Regions from separate parts of the Sus scrofa genome. Here region 1 is linked to region 2. The links are chromatin contacts, called in public Hi-C maps. All regions are on one chromosome and are shown on one strand. The core of a region is the stretch at or near the end of the contact, and the rest is flanking DNA. Distances in the headings are between cores, read along the strand shown.

Region 1 (3,053 bases), core at 380-2,879, 94 kb after region 2:
AGAATAAACTGATAAAAAAATGAACTTGACTTCAGTCAAGTTTACAGAAAAGATTTATATTTAACATTAACAACTTTTACCCATGGTAAGAGATTTGTAGTGGACATGCAGACTTGTGAGAACATTTCAAAGAACATGGAATCCAGTTTTAGGTAAGGATTAGGGAGGTTTTCCTGGAGAAGTTGACCTCGAAGCTGAGACCTGACAGTATATCACAATTAACCAGGGAGATATATGGGAAGAGTGTTCAGGTTAGAGGGAACAGTGCATAAGATGGCTCAGAGAAAAGATACATGGTCTGGAGAAGAAAGTGAATTTTAGTTTGGCCAGAGAATGTGGTGTGGAAGGGTAGAGGGGAAAAGGGAAGACAAAGATGTGGGTGAGGGAGCTGGTAGCAGAGGTGAGTTGGAGCGAGATCATGAAGAACTTCGTATGCCAACTTAAGGAGTGGGGACTTTGTCATAAATGCTTGGGGAAAAAAATCACTGCAGATCAGATTGGCTAATTGGAAAGATCATTCTGGTACCAGTCCTTAGAGGCAAGGAGACTATGGAGGTTCCCAGGCTAGGGATCAAATTGGAGCTACAACTGCCGGCCTACACCACAGCCACAGCAACATGGGATCCAAGCCGTGTCTGCGACCTACACCACAGCTCACAGCAATGCCAGATCCTTAACCCACTGAATGAGGCCAGGGATTGAACCCACATCCTCATGGATCCTAGTCGGGTTCGTTAACTGCTGAGCCACAAAGGGAACTCCCTGGGTTACCTTTCTTCACAATCATAATAATCGAGAGATGAAATTTTCATGTGTAGCTATCTTTTCGCTCTTGGGATTATTTTCTTAAAAAAGATTGGAAAGAAAATGCTAACTGATCTTACTGTTACATCATGTCGGGACTCCTTGAAGACTGAATTTGTTCTCATTCTCACCTGCCAAGTCATTCCAGTAACCCATGGTAGAAAGGGGTAAATGGGGACTGACTTGTGACTGGCTATCCACAGCCTATGTGGTCCAGACAAGATTTCATCCACATTTACACTTTCTCTGCATCGTTTCCCAGAAACTCAACTGCTCCACTAAACCCATTGCCAGGTTTGTGTAATTGACTTTAAAAATGCACCATAATTAGAATGATTATATACATATTACAGCTCTATTTCATGGACTTTCTGTGTTGAAAGTGTTTGCCTACAATCGACTACATCATTTCCCTAAAGGACCATTCCTATTCTACTTCAGATAAATCCTTTGCTATTTTTAAAGTGCTTCAGTTTACAAGATTACTCTTTCCTGGCCAAAATTCTATTTATGGCATAGTGCGGACCGTCCTGGGATCTCAAAGCACATTCATTGTAGTGTTGCTGATCTCCCTTTTCCAGGAGTAGAGAGCAAAGGCAGAGAGAAGTAAGATGTGAGAGTTCGGAGACAAGGACAGAGTCATGCCTCTGGCCGATTGCATGTTCCCAAAAGTGTGAACCAGGCGGCGGGGCTTTGCCCAGGCCTCCTTTGCTCTGTTGGGGCGGGCCACTTTGGAGGAATAACAAAGGTAGCCAGGGCAGAGCTCTGCCAGAGTGCAAGGCAGGGACAGTGATGGAAAGCAGATGGGGACTCTGGCCTTCACTTGGTGAGAAATCCAGTGAGGGAATGGAGAATGTTTGCAAAATCTTAGCGCTCCACTGGGACAAACGTGGTGCAGTTACAAGTCACTGGCCTCTGTTTGCCAATGGTTTAGTTTGGTTTTGATGAGACCGGATTACCCTTTGGATTTCTCTCAAAATGTTGAATGTTTCCCAAAGTTTGTTTGACTTATGGGCTGGAGGCCTGGAGTGAAAAATACAGCATTAAAGCCAGAGAAAAATAAATGAAATCTTGCCTTATTTGGGGATAATGGCTGAGTAAGGTGCTTGTGGCTGTCTAGTTTGTGGTTTATTCCTCAAATTGTATAATCCTTGGCTTGAAACAAACTTGGGTTGTTATTTTAAATTTCTTCCTGTTTCTAGGTGGAGGATGAAGGCTCTTCCTCCTTAAATGTACTTCAGGAAGATGGTGGTCTATTCAGATGTAAGGGTTCAGGAAGGAAGGCTCACACCCCATTTAGTCTCTGATTCATGGTTATAGGGTTAACCAGTCAGCCTGCTGTGGATTTTTGGAACATATCCAGCTTTAACAAAGCTCCACATTCAACTTTTTGCAGTGATCAGGGAGGGATACAGAATCAGAAGTTGTGTCCCTCCCCTGAAAACTCTGTGTTCTCTAAGTAACAAGCTGGTCTGTGATTCTATAAATGTAGGCAAGTGTTCTAACACAGGTTACAAAGCAGTGGATTAGCTGTTTGGGGAGAAAGGTGGTGGGAAATTAAAAGGCACCTCATTAGTTTAATAAGACTCTAAACCTGCATGTTTTTTATGAGTCCTTTTGACTCTTCTGTGGTACTCCTATATCCTGAAACATCGTTGTCCTATTTCCTCTGCCTGAAAACAACTTTCCCTTACTCTTCCTCCTCTCTTTCTCCCTCTCCCTCTCTCTCCCATACTCTCTCTCTCTCTCCCATTCTCTCTCTCTCTAGTTCTTTCTCTCTCTCATGCCACCTCCTTTGTTTTACTGCCAGATGTAGAAAGAGCCCTTGGGACTTGTTACATTTTTCCCTCGCTTTTGCTCCTCTCTCACCCTCCCCAACTTCTTCACTCCTCCCACACCTTATCTTCCTTCATCATCTCTCTTCTGGGCAGCAATCCAATGTCCTCTTCACAGCCTTTGCCTGCTGACTCCTTGCAATGATCACCCTGAATGCTTTCATCCCTTAGTTGTCACCTTGTTCTCTTAACTTCCTCCCATACCTCCCTCTGCCCCCTTTCTCTCCTTACTTAATTCTCCTCTTCTTCAATGTGACCTTCAAGATTCAGTCTTTGAGCCATTCTTCCTTTTTTATCAATCTCAGCCACTCTGGATCTTTTACCATCTCTTCTACGCATATCTCTCATGATTCTCTTTCCAGCTCTGACCTCTCTCTGTGAGCTCCAGAATGACCTTGCCATCTGTTTTGCAAA
Region 2 (3,174 bases), core at 402-2,901:
CCAAAAATAATGTCTGCACATTAAACAACATTCTCAAAAAGTTGGAATTGGCCAGGTACCAGGCACATCAATTACACTCCATCATCCTTAATAAGGAAGAAATATCAGATGTCCTCTTGGAGTTTTTTGAATCAGTAATGCACAGCCTTCACCTTCTCAATTTAGAATGATTTGGAAGCAAAAATGGTAGTAACAAAAAAGTATGGGAATTTTAGCTGCTTTACATGAGTCTTTTCTCCTGCTGCGTAAGGCTCAAAGGAGGTATTTTTTTTCTCCTCCCATACGGTTCATGCTTTTTCCCCCATTCCCTTTTTCTTGTTTCACAAATGAAACTACCATTTTGTTAGGTCTGAGTTTTGTTTTAAGCTGCTCTATCTGTGATGCAGGCTTTCCCCTCACAGCTGTCACAATAATTTGGGAAGTCATATTCATAACCTCCAATAGAAAAAATAATTTGAAAATGTGCCTTCTGGTGAGATCCATCAAGTTTAAGGTCACATTTTTGGTTAAAAGTCAGACAGTGATGCTATTCATTAAACTGAAAAATGACTTGTTTTCCACTAATAGGGAAATAAACTCTGGATGAATGTTAAGTCATGCTGGCACGCACTTATATAGAAAGTAAAAGGAAACACAGATATATTTAATTTGGACATGTAAAGTCAACAGAGTTTTAGGTCTTTCTTGAGACAGGGAACCAGGAAGATTGGTTGAAACAAATGTGAATCATTAGAAGTTCATTTGCCTCCTTTAGAGGATGAGAGGATTTAAAGAAGGACTCAGTGTCGCTGTGTTTTTTCAAGCACTGTTACCTATGAATAAGAACATGTAATTTATTTCGCTGATGTTCTTAGGGATTTATTTTGGGCAGTGGATCAGAACCCTGTATTTGACTCTGTGCTCAAGTAACCCGAGAGTGCACATATCCTGTTCCTATCCACACCACACAACACATGCAAAAAAACTAAGTTTATCTGGGATCTTGTAATCATGCTAGTGTCCCTGTACGTTAATCAAATAGAAACTGACAACAAAGATTCCTTGCATATTATTCAACCATACTTTTATTTTTTCCAATATAAAGAGCGAATTAATAATATAAGAGCATTAATGCTATACTCGCCTTGTTTAGGTTTCCGTTTCCCATTTATGACTTTCTATTTTTGCTAAAAAAGATCTGTAAATTTAAAAAATATGCATGTATCTCATTAAAAAAGTTTCCCCATTCTAGCAACACTCAGCAAATCTCCAAAGAATGCAAGTGTAGAACATAAATATTTTAAGGCCTCATAAAATTGTCAGTGAATATTTTTTCCCCTTAATACCATGTTTGTTTCATTCCAGTTTACTACTGCAATTTTATTTTCCAAAGTGGCTTTTAATACAATACACAATTATTTCCAACAGGGTTGGGTAGGTCACCTCATTAAGCCTGAAAAGATCGGGCCTCTTGTGATCCTCAGGAATATCCTTGCCTTTATTCCTAATTAAAACGGCCCTCCTAAACTCTCTCAAGTTTATCAATATAAATAAGTAGCTAAGGGGGAAATAATCGCAGTTGGAAAGTTAGCGGGGCAAGGTGACCTGGTCACCAGACCCGAAGCAGCACTGTGTCTGCAGTGGTGCCCTGCCACCTGTTGGCTTTGCTGACACATAACAGGGAATTGATGTCCCTCTCAGCAGTGCCTTAACCCTCTCTGACCCCCGTCCCAGTTCATCACCCTGAGAGAAAAGAAGGGGCCGTTTGAGAATTCCAGGCCTCCTGATTTCCTCCATCATTCATGTCCTTGGCCACATGTTTCTTCTGCTAATACTCAAAATTTATGGCCGAGCACATTAAGGGCAGCACAAGTCCTTCCCTTCTTCTGGATTATTTCAGAGTTTCCTGTCAAAAGGAAATCCAAGAAGATGTGTCCTCAGCGGATTGTATGTGACAGTGCCTGCTTCTATCTCAGGAATCTGAGGCATGATGGATAAACTGTCACTTTTGAAGGATGATGTTTTCTCCATATTTCCATTATGAACCAGGCTGTCATCTCCTAATAAATTTCTTGCATTGGTATCAATTTATTTTTACAAGCAGAGGGTCTGATGTACTTGGGAAAGGCACTGACAGCAGAGCTGGCCCAGCTTGACAGAGCTGGCTCCACCTCATTTTGGAAAACTGCTTTGGTTCCAAGGACAGAACTTGACCTGCAGCCCTTGGGAATAAAAAAAAAAAAAAAAAAAAAAAAAAAAAAAAACTGTGAGAGGAAGAGAGACACATGAGGCCAAGTTCCTTCTTTTAAGCCAAAATAAATCAACCCTGTAGGACTACTATGACACAATATTATTTCTAACACAACCCTACAAACCCAGATGAGGAATGCCATATGTAGTTATTTACTAAAGATAGACCATCACAATAATGCAGGGAAACTGTGGATGGATTCAGATTATAGCTAGCCTGACAATTTCACTACTTTCACCCTCAGAAGGGATCTCAGCAGCGCTTTTCTGCATGACAAGTGAGGAGCAGAGCCCATCCGTGTAATGAATAATTTGATTACTCGTGGTGTGCAGGTCCCTGTTGTAACTACTATGAAGGGTAGGAGAAGCCATAAAACATTAGCCCTATCTCTTAAGAAACTTAAATCTAACTGAAGAGGTAAGATGCTATACAAAATTAAAGTAACTCATCATGAATATTTAATGAGCAATGCTAAGATCTTTGTCTCTTACCTCACTTAATCTTTGCCTTTAATGAGAAGGGAGGTGGTAAAGCATCATAATGGTTAAGGCAGTAGCCATTGGAGACAAACTGCCTAGATTTGTGGCTCAGCTCTGCTATGTGCTAGCAACCCAAGCACCTACCTAATTTCTCTGGGTCTTAGTTTTCCTCATCTGTAAAAGAGGAATAGAATTTAGCACTGCTTCACAGAAGTGTTGTAAAAAATTGTATAGATGAATATGTGGCCCATGTTTACAAAATAAGTACAAATACTCATTAGCAATTTTTTAAACAATATCATCATCATGACTATTATCATTACTATCTAACAGTGAAGGATGGTATGGCTTTAGGAGCTGATTACCCCAGGTCATACAGCTGGATGGAGCTTGGATCTAAGTCTCTTAAGGCATTAGGGAATAGGAAAGAGGGAAGTAGAGGGTGTCCAAGTTGTAAATAAGTTG

Evidence for each region. A called contact is a pair of places that touch in the nucleus more often than the background predicts.
Region 1: a Hi-C map of heart right ventricle shows a contact between it and region 2, with 2.4 times the contacts expected there. The contact joins two enhancer-like sites. A contact is called at or near these places in 3 of 47 Hi-C or Micro-C datasets (embryonic fibroblasts, fetal skeletal muscle and heart right ventricle).

The regions. Positions count from the first base shown.
Region 1 is chr14:78,906,577-78,909,629 of Sscrofa11.1, forward strand. All of the region lies in intron 5 of LRMDA (a long non-coding RNA gene), which reads left to right. Among named protein-coding and RNA genes, the nearest start is that of LRMDA, 950 kb to the left of the region's middle. Within about 2 kb of position 1,630, at least 15 of the 83 cell types and tissues checked have an H3K27ac peak or open chromatin away from gene starts, as enhancers often do.
Region 2 is chr14:78,812,335-78,815,508 of Sscrofa11.1, forward strand. All of the region lies in intron 5 of LRMDA (a long non-coding RNA gene), which reads left to right. Among named protein-coding and RNA genes, the nearest start is that of LRMDA, 860 kb to the left of the region's middle. Within about 2 kb of position 1,652, at least 14 of the 83 cell types and tissues checked have an H3K27ac peak or open chromatin away from gene starts, as enhancers often do.